Linked DNA regions of Mus musculus: regions 1, 2 and 4 are each linked to region 3. Evidence: chromatin contacts called from public ChIA-PET and HiChIP or PLAC-seq data. All regions are on one chromosome and are shown on one strand. The core of a region is the stretch at or near the end of the contact, and the rest is flanking DNA. Distances in the headings are between cores, read along the strand shown.

Region 1 (2,700 bases), core at 68-2,567, 240 kb before region 3:
GAAGACAACTACAGTGTACTCATATGCATTAAATAAATAAATAAACCGAGAGAGAGAGAGAGAGAGAGAGAGAGAGAGAGAGAGAGAGAGAGAGAAGCCAAAGAAATGAGAGGTAACTGTCAGATCCTTTTGGTGGGTTATTCATTCATGGTAATGATGATTCTTGCATCACTTAATCATTTGAAAAACTGAAATGATCAAATATTTACCAATCAGCTAATTTTCCATTGTTCTGTCCCCACCTTAGAAGGTAGAGCCTTTGAAACAGCCTGGTCCAGACTTGCTTTTGTTTCTGATTGCTTTGGTCCTTCTCTGTCTAGAAAGCTGGTCTCCTTAGCTCAGCTCTTAGGAAGACTGATTCTGTTTTATGAACTGTACTCTTGCCCTATTCTAGAATAGAAAAGAAACCAGCTAAGATCTTTAGACTAGTGCAGGCATAGTGATGCATGTCTGTAATCCCAGCACTTGGGAGGAACAGGCAGGAGGATCATGAGTTCAAAGTCACCCGCAGACATGTAGTCAGTTGAAGGACAGCCTAGGATGCATGAGATGGTCTCAAAGGAAAAACGAATCTTAATTTATTATTTTTCTTTTCCCATTGTGTGTGTGTATGTATGTGTGTATGTATGTATGTATGTTTGTGTGTATACATGTGTGTGTGTCTGCACACACATCCATGTGTTTGGGCACAGATTGAGGCATATGCATGTGGAAGTCTGAGGCTAATATCAGGAGTCATCTTGGATTATTCATTCACATTATTCATTGAGACAGGGAGTCTCAATCAAACCCAGAGCTCACTGATGTAGCTAGTCTTGCTAGCCAGATTACTCTCCAATGAGATCAGATCCCATGTCTCCATGACTATTCTGGCATTGAAGGTGAACAGTCACACCCACTAGGCATTATACACAGTCAGAGGATCTGAACTCTGGTCCACACATGCATGAGGCAAGTGTTTTAAAGACTGAGCCACCTCCCCAGTACTCCACTAAAACCTTCAAATTATTGTAACGCTGTACAAATTGTCCAATTTTTCTTAGTGCCTTTTTATTATTTGTCTATCCCACAAAGACTGTATACTCCCTGTAGACAGGAATGGCACTGCCTGGAATGTATGGGGCCTGGAATAGCAGAACACGTGCCCCATAACCACACGTGCTGCCACGCATGGGGTAGAACACAGAATGCTACACAGTGAGCCAATGTCCAGAGCAGGTGCAGGTTTCTGTCTCACAAACAGGCACAGGGCACGATACAGCTGCTGCTCAAACAAGGGTGTGGATGGTGGTTAGCGGCTAACATCCTCTCTCCTTGCTAGGTTAGAGCAAAGAGCTAAGACCGACGGCAAAGCAGAGATGAAGGCATATAGCACAGCACAAAGTCTTTCAGAACATGAGTTGATTTTAGATCAACCGCTCAGAGTATTTCGAACTGTGAGAAATAACCTCATACACACATTACATATGTATTATTACTGTGGATGTTTTGCTATATAGATAGAAATTATGTTGCTAGAGATGGATGGCATTGGTGTGGAAAGGGAGATAAATGGAGATGATGTAACTCAGATAGATACATTTTCTACACTACCACCTGCAACACAGATATCTCCTTCCCTCTTGTCCTGCACATGTGTGGAGAAGGAAAGATCAAACTGGATGGTAGAGTTTATGTAAAACACATCCAGGGGACAGATTTGTGCTGGAATATGTACACAATAAATGCAAAAAATGTTTGGTGAATAAGAATGGAGAGGTGGCTCAGCAGCCAAGAGCACTGGCTCATCTTGCAGAGGACTCTGGGTCTGTTCTCTTTTCTTTTTTAAAGATGTATTTCTCTCTTATTACATGTAAGTACACTGTAGCTGTCTTCAGACCCTCCAGAAGAAGGCATCAGATCTCATTATGGATGGTTGTGAGCCACCATGTGGTTGCTGGGATTTGAACTCAGAAGCAGTCGGTGCTCTTTACTGCTTCAGCCCAGGACTCTGGGTCTGTTTCCTAGAACCCACATGGTGACTCAAAACTGTCTGCAAGTCCAGTTCCACGGGAACTAACACCTTCTTCTTAACTCTGAGAGCACTGCTCACACTGTGTGTATTCTTCCATATGCTTGCTCTACTATTCAACTAGGATCCAGCCCTGGCCAAGATTGTTAGAATGCTTCAATGTGACTGAAAGGGGGTGGACGAGATATTCAACAGGCAAAGACCCTTAAAACACACACACACACACACACACACACACACACACACACACACCACACACAGAGAGAGAGAGAGAGAGAGAGAGAGGATCTTATTTGAATATTTCCTTTCTCTCTTATTTATTTATTTATTTATTTATTTTTATTGCATTATCTGTTTATTTGTGTGAGTTTGTATGTGGCACATGTGGAGGTCAGAAGACAACTTCTAGCTTATAGGTTCCAGGGATTAGATTCAGGCAATCCAGTTTAGTAGCAAGCATCTCTACCCACTGAGCTATCTTGTCAGATCTCTCTCTCTCTCTCTCTCTCTCTCTCTCTCTCTCTCTCTTTCTCTCTCCCTCCCTCCCTCCCACCTCCCTCCCTCTCTTCTTTCTTCTGAAACGGGTCCCACCATGTAGCTCAGACTGGCTTGAAACTTGTAAAAATCCCTGTCTCAACCTCCTGAATGTTGGGATCGAAGGTTAAGTTACCATGTCTGGCTGAATAATT
Region 2 (2,700 bases), core at 85-2,584, 170 kb before region 3:
ACAACACACTTGTTTGTGTAAACTGGACATGGTGGCCATACCCAGCACTGTGGCGGTTATGGTAAACAGCGTGCCACTGGGCAGAACTCAGATGTGGGGTAGAGACTGCCAGGCAACCTGTCTCCAACTAGAATGAAGCAGTAACGTGGGAGGCACACCCTGTATGGGGTTCCAAGTGGAAAACCCCACTAAGTACAAGCCACATACAAGCAAGAAGAAAGCACATCCCTGAGACTGGCAGCTTTCAGGACTGCAGTGGGCAAGAAAGAATGAAGTCTATGTGTGCCAGGGACAGAGAAGAGTAAATGCCTGCACCCAAGATTCACCCAGGACACACACATGCATACAAGCAACAGAGAAAGTCAAAGGCCCAAGTCAGATGGCAGGGGCCCAGCATTTGCCAGGCAGAGAGCAGCAAGACCTTAGAAACGTAGAAATAAGTAACCAGGGAAGTGTCTGTCTATGAGGCAGTGGCTGCAGGCGGGCACATGGCAAAGCCAGGGATGGTGGCTTGGGTGGAGCCAGCACCTATCCAAGGGCTAGTCCCCAACCAAGTCAGAGAGGTGTTTTCCTCTAGCTGTGCAGGCCATGGGGTGATGCTGTCAGATCCCCTGGATAAGAATGAGGGTCAAAGTGTGTAGCTGGATCATCCAGTTGGCGAGCATTTGGTGTGGAGGCTGTTGCCATGGTTCTAAGAAGGGATGAGACTGGGAGGTGAGCTTTGCTCCCTGGGTGGGAGGCCAGGGAAGGATATTGTCAGCAGCTAAGAGTGCCACTCAAGGCTCCCATTGAACTGCCCCCTTGCAAGTCCCCTTGATGGGAGGTGCAAGTCCCTTCTGGTTAGTGTCTGGTCTGCTCTGCTGGAATCTCTGTACATTTTCTTTCCACTCAACCTCCAGACAAGAAGCAAAAACACAAAAAGACACTACTGCCAGCAAAAGAAGTGGAAGGGCAGGAGGGTCTAGAATTCAAGGCCAACCTTTGCCATGAAGTGAGTCTGAAGCAAGCTTGGGGAACCCAAGAACCTATCTACAAGAAAAAGAAAAGGGAGAGTGGGCACTCCTCTCCCTTCATGTCCTGTCACTCTCATATTTTTTTTATTAAGATTTAATCTTTATCCTTCTTCTTTCAGCCACTCTTGCAGAAGAACAATTCCTAAGGGTCCCTTCCAAGTGTTTTCTCTTCCCCAAATCTCAGTTTTCAATTCCTCCCACTTGCTCTGCAAGGGTGCATTCTCACTCTGAGTTCCCAGGCCCCTAAAAGGTGGTTGACACTCTTTGGTGGGGACTTTGGGTGACATCATATCCTCACATAGGAAATCAGCTCTGTCTGCAGCTGGCTAAAGGAGCAGTTTCCCCGACCCTACACGCCTCCCCCACCGCACCTCCTCCGCCCTGTTCCTGGGCCCCTCCCCTAGAGCCCTAGCTTGACCTAAGCTGCTTGCTGGTGGAGAGCACACCATGGCCTCACCGTTGACCCGCTTTCTGTCGCTGAACCTGCTGCTGCTGGGTGAGTCGATTATCCTGGGGAGTGGAGAAGCTAAGCCACAGGCACCCGAACTCCGAATCTTTCCAAAGAAAATGGACGCCGAACTTGGTCAGAAGGTGGACCTGGTATGTGAAGTGTTGGGGTCCGTTTCGCAAGGATGCTCTTGGCTCTTCCAGAACTCCAGCTCCAAACTCCCCCAGCCCACCTTCGTTGTCTATATGGCTTCATCCCACAACAAGATAACGTGGGACGAGAAGCTGAATTCGTCGAAACTGTTTTCTGCCATGAGGGACACGAATAATAAGTACGTTCTCACCCTGAACAAGTTCAGCAAGGAAAACGAAGGCTACTATTTCTGCTCAGTCATCAGCAACTCGGTGATGTACTTCAGTTCTGTCGTGCCAGTCCTTCAGAAAGGTTTGGAAGTGGAGGTTCCCGTCTCCTGGGTTTTAGGGGTCACATCTGAACAAGTTTCACGCAGATTCCCTCTTCTTAAATCTCTTGGGGCCTCTTGGAGGTGATTTCTATACTGTCCCCATTTTACAGACCAAAAAGTTGAGGCTGAGGTGCTGGGTGGGATTGGAAGTGATTTTTAAACGCCCTGGATCTGGGCTGGAGTCTGGATGCACGTGTGATCCTGCCCCTGTTGGCTCCAGGATAGAATTTTGGTATTGACTCCAGCTTTGGGTTGGTGGAGGGCCGCAGTCGCTTAGCTGCTGGATCTGATCTAGGCACATTGGCCCCAAATCACACTTGGCTCCGCGTGTGCGAGCAGCGGAGTAGCCCAGCACGTATCCAGGGGTTCCTTCTTCCTCTAGTTAAAAGCTAGGAAACGGCTCCTTCTTGGGTAAAGGCTAAGTGGAAAGGGGCTGGTGCATCCACAATTCCAGCTTGACCCGCAGGCACCCTATTGCTTTTGCAGTGAACTCTACTACTACCAAGCCAGTGCTGCGAACTCCCTCACCTGTGCACCCTACCGGGACATCTCAGCCCCAGAGACCAGAAGATTGTCGGCCCCGTGGCTCAGGTTAGGTGCTCTCAAGCGATTGAGATAAGCAGATAGCCTGGGGTGGAAAATCCTGATCTTGGAGGGAGACCTGGACCGGGAGACGTGCTGGGGGCAGGGTTGGGGGCTGTCCCAGAGGGTTTCTAAATTCCATTCATTCGGATCTTGTCAGTGAAGGGGACCGGATTGGACTTCGCCTGTGATAT
Region 3 (2,700 bases), core at 160-2,659:
GGCTACTGCTTGTGCTGGGGAGATTCTTCTGACCCTCCCTTTGTTGTGTTCGAGTACCCCGATATGAGAATACCTCTTATCTATAGTGTCTTTATGATCAGACTTTCTAAATTAAAAGAGGCAAGTTTGCTAAAAGCAAGGAGAATTAGTTGTTGGAGTGGTAGGAGGAAAGGGCTGGCTTGGTAGCAAATAAACAAATACTCTGAAAACAAACAAAAGTAAACAAACCCTCCCTCTGCATGAGAACAAAATAACAGGGTATCCAACCAGTTCAGAATAAACCAATGGACCATTGACAAAACACAAGGAAGGCCAAAGCTCAGAAGGAATTCAGCATCCACCTGAAGACGCAGCACAGCCAGGCACAGAACGCTTCATGTTCGTACCTGGTGCCCACCCGGGTGAAAGTGTGAATTAAAATGGGCAAAGTGGATGGCAGGTGCCATAAGTATGCCAGTTTAGTTCCTTTGTGTTTTAAAAGAGATTAGGAAACAAAAATCAGTAAAGGCCAAGGGAAGAGTCAGAGGAATGGATGTGGACAACATATCACATTCATGAATGAAATTCTCCAACAATAACATTTTAAAAATAATAAAGAAAATTAGGAGTCTGATTTCCTCTCCACCCAGCCAGTGGCCATATTACAATTTATAGAAAGCTATGATATGAAAGCCAGAACATATGCAGACTTAACTGTAAGATATACTAACTGGTTCCTTCCCAGAGGGAATAGACAATGGACCCAGGTTGCCTCTGTTCCATTAGAGAATATTTATGTTTATCATTAAAGTTTCAGTAAAGAAAATAGGGTTTTTTTTAAAAAAGATTTCCCCGGTGTTTGTTTTTTAAAGGTAAGATGAGGCTGTAGAAGTGGCTTCCTGTTCTTCCAGGGGCCCAAGTTTCCTTGCACAGTTCCTTGTCTATGAATCCATTTCTTTAATGTGTGCAGAATGCAAGTCTTTTGTTATCTCTTCTTTAAAAGTTAGTTTCAGCTGACTCGTGCAGGTCTGTTTAACCTTAATCTTACAAGCGAAACAAATGTTATAATCTGTTGAATCAATCCCTTCTTCTCCAGCTTCAGCATAAGATCACTGCTAGAACTTTTAAGACTTCCTACAAAGGGGAAAGAAGGCGATGTCAAGTTTTCGAGTAGGTGTGTAGATTTGCAGTCTGTGAGGTGACTACGGACCCAAAGAGAAACCCATCCACAAATATCTGGGAAGTGGTTGTAAATATGCGTGACAGCGTTGAGATATATATTTCTGGGCTAGCTGACAGGTTTTGGGTGTAGGCAATAAATATCTTAAGAGTTACTTCTATACTTCACTTAAGCTCCCTTATGAGCAATGGTGTCATCCACACTGTAGAACCCCACCCAACTTAACTCTGCGCCTGCGCCGCGCGCGTGCGTACTAGCCCTGCTGCCGCCGCGCCCTTCTCTGGGCGTCTGATTCCCTTCCTCCCAGCCCCGCCCAGGCGGCTGCCCGTGACCTGCCTGGGCGCAGGGAACGGAAAGTCGGAAGGGGTAAGAGGAGTTCAGTTCATCATGGGACTCTTTGGAAAAACCCAGGAGAAGCCTCCCAAAGAGCTGGTAAGGGCCAGCGACCGGGGAAGCTCCGCAGCGGAGGTGGGAACAGCCAGCTGCGCTCTCAGGCTGGCCCCTATTTCCGGGGCCTTCCACTCTGCCGAGGGGCCGAGGGAAGAGTTTAGGATTGGGATGTGAGGAGAAGCGCGCCTTGGCCGCTCGGCGTCCGACCCGGGTGTGTAGGGCCTGGTTAGGAGCACCTCGGCCTCGCCCCCAGGCGCTGGAGGCGCCACGCCGCCGGGCCCCGAGGAAGCACTCTCTCCCCTGCGCGCGGTGGTACGGGCCGCCCGGAACCTTTCTCCTGCGCAAGCCCCGCCCCCGCGCCGGCCTGCAGACCACCCGGAGGACTTGCCCTAGACCGGAAGGTTGTGTGCGGTGAACCGGGTCGGAGCCCCCAAAAAGTCCAGGCACCTGCCAGGCAGGTCCTTTTCTCGCTCTCCTCTGTGTGCAGGGAAGCCCGACTTGTGTTTATTCTAGAAGCTCAGTTCTCTCAGGCCCTACCCATAAGGATGCTACCGAAAACAGTTCGGATCCTACTCTGAATCCTTAGATCTGCCTATCAATTGAGTTATTTTAGAAACCAAGTATCAGCCGCCTAAGTTTGAGTCCTACTTTTAGACGTCTCGGCTCTCTGATCTCGAAAAACTTGTCCGAGACTTCTCCTATGTCAAGTAGGAAGAGTGCTACCGCAGTAATTGACCATTGAAGGATGTGAAGTTTGAGCTAGTAGTGGTAGTGAAGGTGCATTCTTTTTTTTGTTTTGTTTTTGTTTTTTTCGAGACAGGGTTTCTCTGTGTAGACCTGGCTGTCCTGGAACTCTCTTTGTAGACCAGGCTGGCCTCGAACTCAGAAATCCGCCTGCCTCTGCCTCCCAAGTGCTGGGATTAAAGGCATGCGCCACCACCGCCCAGCGTGAAGGTGCATTCTTTACACACCCAGCCTTATTACTGACCACCAGTAGTCGCACCAACAGTACCAGCTCCCAGCACATAGCACTTGTGGGGTCCCATTCCAGACCTACTAAATCAGATTTAAATTATGACTATCCCGAGTGGTTAGAATGTGCCTTGACCTTTGAGAAGCACTGTTTCTACAGCACTCAAACTTGTCCTTCT
Region 4 (2,700 bases), core at 46-2,545, 230 kb after region 3:
AGCCTGGAAGTACATCCTCCTCTTATCCCTCCTCTTATCTGAGCTCTTCTACAAACCATTGATCACCCTATGCCTGGGTATCATCAAAGCAGTCTCCAACCCCACAGCCTTTAATCCCAATCCTCAGAAGGCCGAGGAAGGCAGAGCTCTATGAGTTTAAAGCCAGTCTAATCTACGTAATGAGGCCTGTGTCAAGGGAGGGATGGAGGGAGGGAGGGAGGGAGGGAGGGAGGGAGGGAGGGAGGGAGGAAGGAAAGAAGATAGAAGGAAGGAAAGAAGAGAGGGAGAGAGGCAAAAAAGAAAAAGAGACAAACCAGGCTCCATCACCAGGATAGACATGACTGCCTAATAGTGGCCTCCTATACAGTCTAGAGCTACTTGGTATCAGGTTGGGGACAGTGCTCAAAAGGCAGACCTACTGGCCACACCAAACACTGCCACCTGAATCTTCACTGTACTATGCTCTGTTGGTCTGCCTAGTGAAGGCCCAAGGAATGAACCAAAAGGTCCAGAAACAGGAAACTTTTTATTGTTGCTTTTTAAAGGTATTAGGAGTGTATTTGCGTGTGAGAGAGTATACGAATGTGTCTGCACTCGTTATAGGCATATGTGAAGAAGGAGTGTCAGATTCTCCAGAGATGGAGGTGTAAGCATTTGTGAGTCTCCCAGCATGGTGCTGGGAGCCAAACTCCGGTCCTCTGGGGAGCAAGGGACATCTTTTCAGACTTCTTGCTGAAGCTTTTAAAAGCTGCATCAGTGTGGGTGGATGGATTATGCTAAAAAGATTCTAAAAAAAAACAAGTGATCTATATAGCAAATGGTTCAGGGAATCAAGGTAGGCTGGGCAGTCCAGAGGGGCCCCTGGGAAGGTCAAATAGACATATGTATTTCCTAAATGCTAATGCTGTAGCCTGGGACAGAGGCTCTTAGTTGGCTGTGCAGTGAGAATGTGGTTACTCAGATCTAAATGACGGTTTCCTGCTATCTACAAAGTGCATACAGATCATCCACTCCTGAGTACCCGGACCATAGCCTCACTGGTGTGCATACAGAGAGAAGCACATACAGGGAGGTTTGCTGGAAGCTTGGCTTATGATGGATGCTTGTCATCAATCTCTTTCCCCGGGAGATGCTTACACATGTATAGGAAGCTATGAAAGAGACGGGAGCTTTCCATGTTCTGGTATGAGATGGTCCCCAATGTATACTGTTGATTCTGGGCAGATTAGGGAAAGCAAGGTGTCGGGGGTATAGAGAACAGAGAATGCCACCAACAGGCAGTTAAGGGAATCACAGGTACCCACCTGATTGAATAGGCCTAGCCCAATAAAGATTAAGAAGAGAGTCTAGAGGGCCTGGGTGGGAGGGAAGCTCTGTATGCTCTCGGATTCTTTAGCATTTCTTAACTATGCGCATGCATGACCTACTTTTTAAAAATTTCTTTTACACAATAACTAGGAGAGCTCTAGTGTGATTGATGGCTGTCCTTGGGACTGTCTGTGTTTCTTAGGCTGGTATGTGAACTTGCTGGATTCAGTAGCTTTCCCCTTGGACTGGCTAATAATTTGTCTTCAAAACAAAAGTTCCTCCATTCTTAATGAGCGCTGTGTCCCACTCTGGGGGTGGGGAGCATCGATCACGCCTCCCCTCTTTCAGCCCTGGTCTTTTGTAGCTGTGAAAGATGAACCGACTTTGCCGGGGAAGAACCCCACCCTCACCCCAGTTACTGGTGAATATTCAGGAAGAGCCTGCTAAAGCCAGAAAGCAGAGGGGCTTTGGTGAGGTGGGCCGCTGTCTGAGGAGAGGGAGCTGTATGAGTTTGGAAGGGCTCTGAAATGACTCGCTAGGGGTTGCTTTCATTTTTAGCTTCTTTCATCTGGGAAGGATGCCTGGGAAAGACTTACTTTTTGGTCCCTCAGACTAGCGTAAGAGACCCTTTTACCCACCGCATCTTATTTTAAGTAAGGATGTCTGGGGTTTGTTTTAAGTAGGTGTGGTCAGACTTGAGGACCTGAAAATGGCTGGCAGGAGGGAGATGTTTGTCCACATCAAAGATCCCTAGTAATAGGAAGTGCAGCACCACACAAGGCCACTAGGGGAGGTACCAGGATGGTTCTGGAGGCAGAGGCTTGCTGTCAGCATGGTTCCGTGAGAAGGATTTGGGTTCGCTATTGTAAGTGGTTCTGAGAGATAGGAGCATCTCTGGCTATCTGGTCCTGGTATGGGGAAATGCAAGCATATGCACAGTGGCTGAGAGTGTGAGATCCTGCAGGCTCTAGACTATTGACCTGCATGTAAAAGCTAAAGGTCTTTGAGCATAGACCTTTTCCTTACTCACCAGCCCTTTCTCATTTCCAGGGTCGGGAGGGTGCTAGAGAGAAGGCTCAGCAGTTAAGAGTGCTTGCTCCTCTCGCAGAGGACTAGAATTAGGTTCCCAACACTCATGTTAGGTGGCTCACAATCTCCTGTAACTATAACTTCAGAGGGATCTGACGCCCTCTTGTGGCCTCCAGAGTCACTGCACTCACATGCATAAACCTACACATAGATACACATACACACAATTTAAAAGTAAAATATTAGAAAAAAAAAGTAAGAAAGTTCAGAAGGAGCCTGTGCTAGTACTGGGAGCTCTTTCTTGGCTAGATCTAGGAAGTGGCTTACCCTGGCGAGGACACTTCCTCCAGAGTCAACAAAGCC

The links. ChIA-PET counts read pairs in DNA pulled down with a chosen protein or histone mark. HiChIP or PLAC-seq counts read pairs in DNA pulled down with a chosen protein or histone mark.
Region 1: an RNA polymerase II ChIA-PET map of memory CD8 T cells shows a contact between it and region 3, with 46 read pairs. The contact joins the enhancer-like site here to the promoter of Chmp3 in region 3. A contact is called at or near these places in 3 of 39 promoter capture datasets (cranial neural crest, liver and neural stem cells), 3 of 484 Hi-C or Micro-C datasets (embryonic stem cells and liver), 6 of 115 datasets of contacts at active chromatin or transcription factors (embryonic stem cells, extraembryonic endoderm stem cells and memory CD8 T cells) and 1 of 9 other capture datasets (adipose tissue).
Region 2: an RNA polymerase II ChIA-PET map of effector CD8 T cells shows a contact between it and region 3, with 9 read pairs. The contact joins the promoter of Cd8a here to the promoter of Chmp3 in region 3.
Region 4: an H3K27ac HiChIP or PLAC-seq map of embryonic stem cells shows a contact between it and region 3, with 7 read pairs. The contact joins the enhancer-like site here to the promoter of Chmp3 in region 3. A contact is called at or near these places in 2 of 484 Hi-C or Micro-C datasets (embryonic stem cells and nephron progenitors), 10 of 115 datasets of contacts at active chromatin or transcription factors (the SCID.adh cell line, T-cell acute lymphoblastic leukemia, embryonic limb bud and 3 more) and 1 of 9 other capture datasets (liver).

What each region holds. Positions count from the first base shown.
Region 1 is chr6:71,306,459-71,309,158 of GRCm38.p6, forward strand. No RefSeq gene overlaps it. Among named protein-coding and RNA genes, the nearest start is that of Gm1070, 14 kb to the left of the region's middle. Within about 2 kb of position 1,318, at least 20 of the 459 cell types and tissues checked have an H3K27ac peak or open chromatin away from gene starts, as enhancers often do. A contact at or near this core is called in memory CD8 T cells, where this site is marked.
Region 2 is chr6:71,372,093-71,374,792 of GRCm38.p6, forward strand. Cd8a (CD8 antigen, alpha chain) reads left to right here and starts at 1,335. Exons shown (of 5, transcript NM_001081110.2): 1 at 1,335-1,905; 2 at 2,411-2,515; 3 at 2,667-2,700. The coding sequence starts at 1,461.
Region 3 is chr6:71,542,443-71,545,142 of GRCm38.p6, forward strand. It overlaps Chmp3 (charged multivesicular body protein 3), which reads left to right and starts at 1,410. Exons shown (of 6, transcript NM_025783.4): 1 at 1,410-1,591. The coding sequence starts at 1,547.
Region 4 is chr6:71,768,981-71,771,680 of GRCm38.p6, forward strand. The region is part of intron 3 of Reep1 (receptor accessory protein 1); the gene reads left to right. Among named protein-coding and RNA genes, the nearest start is that of Mrpl35, 53 kb to the right of the region's middle. Within about 2 kb of position 1,296, at least 10 of the 459 cell types and tissues checked have an H3K27ac peak or open chromatin away from gene starts, as enhancers often do. A contact at or near this core is called in the SCID.adh cell line, T-cell acute lymphoblastic leukemia and embryonic stem cells, where this site is marked.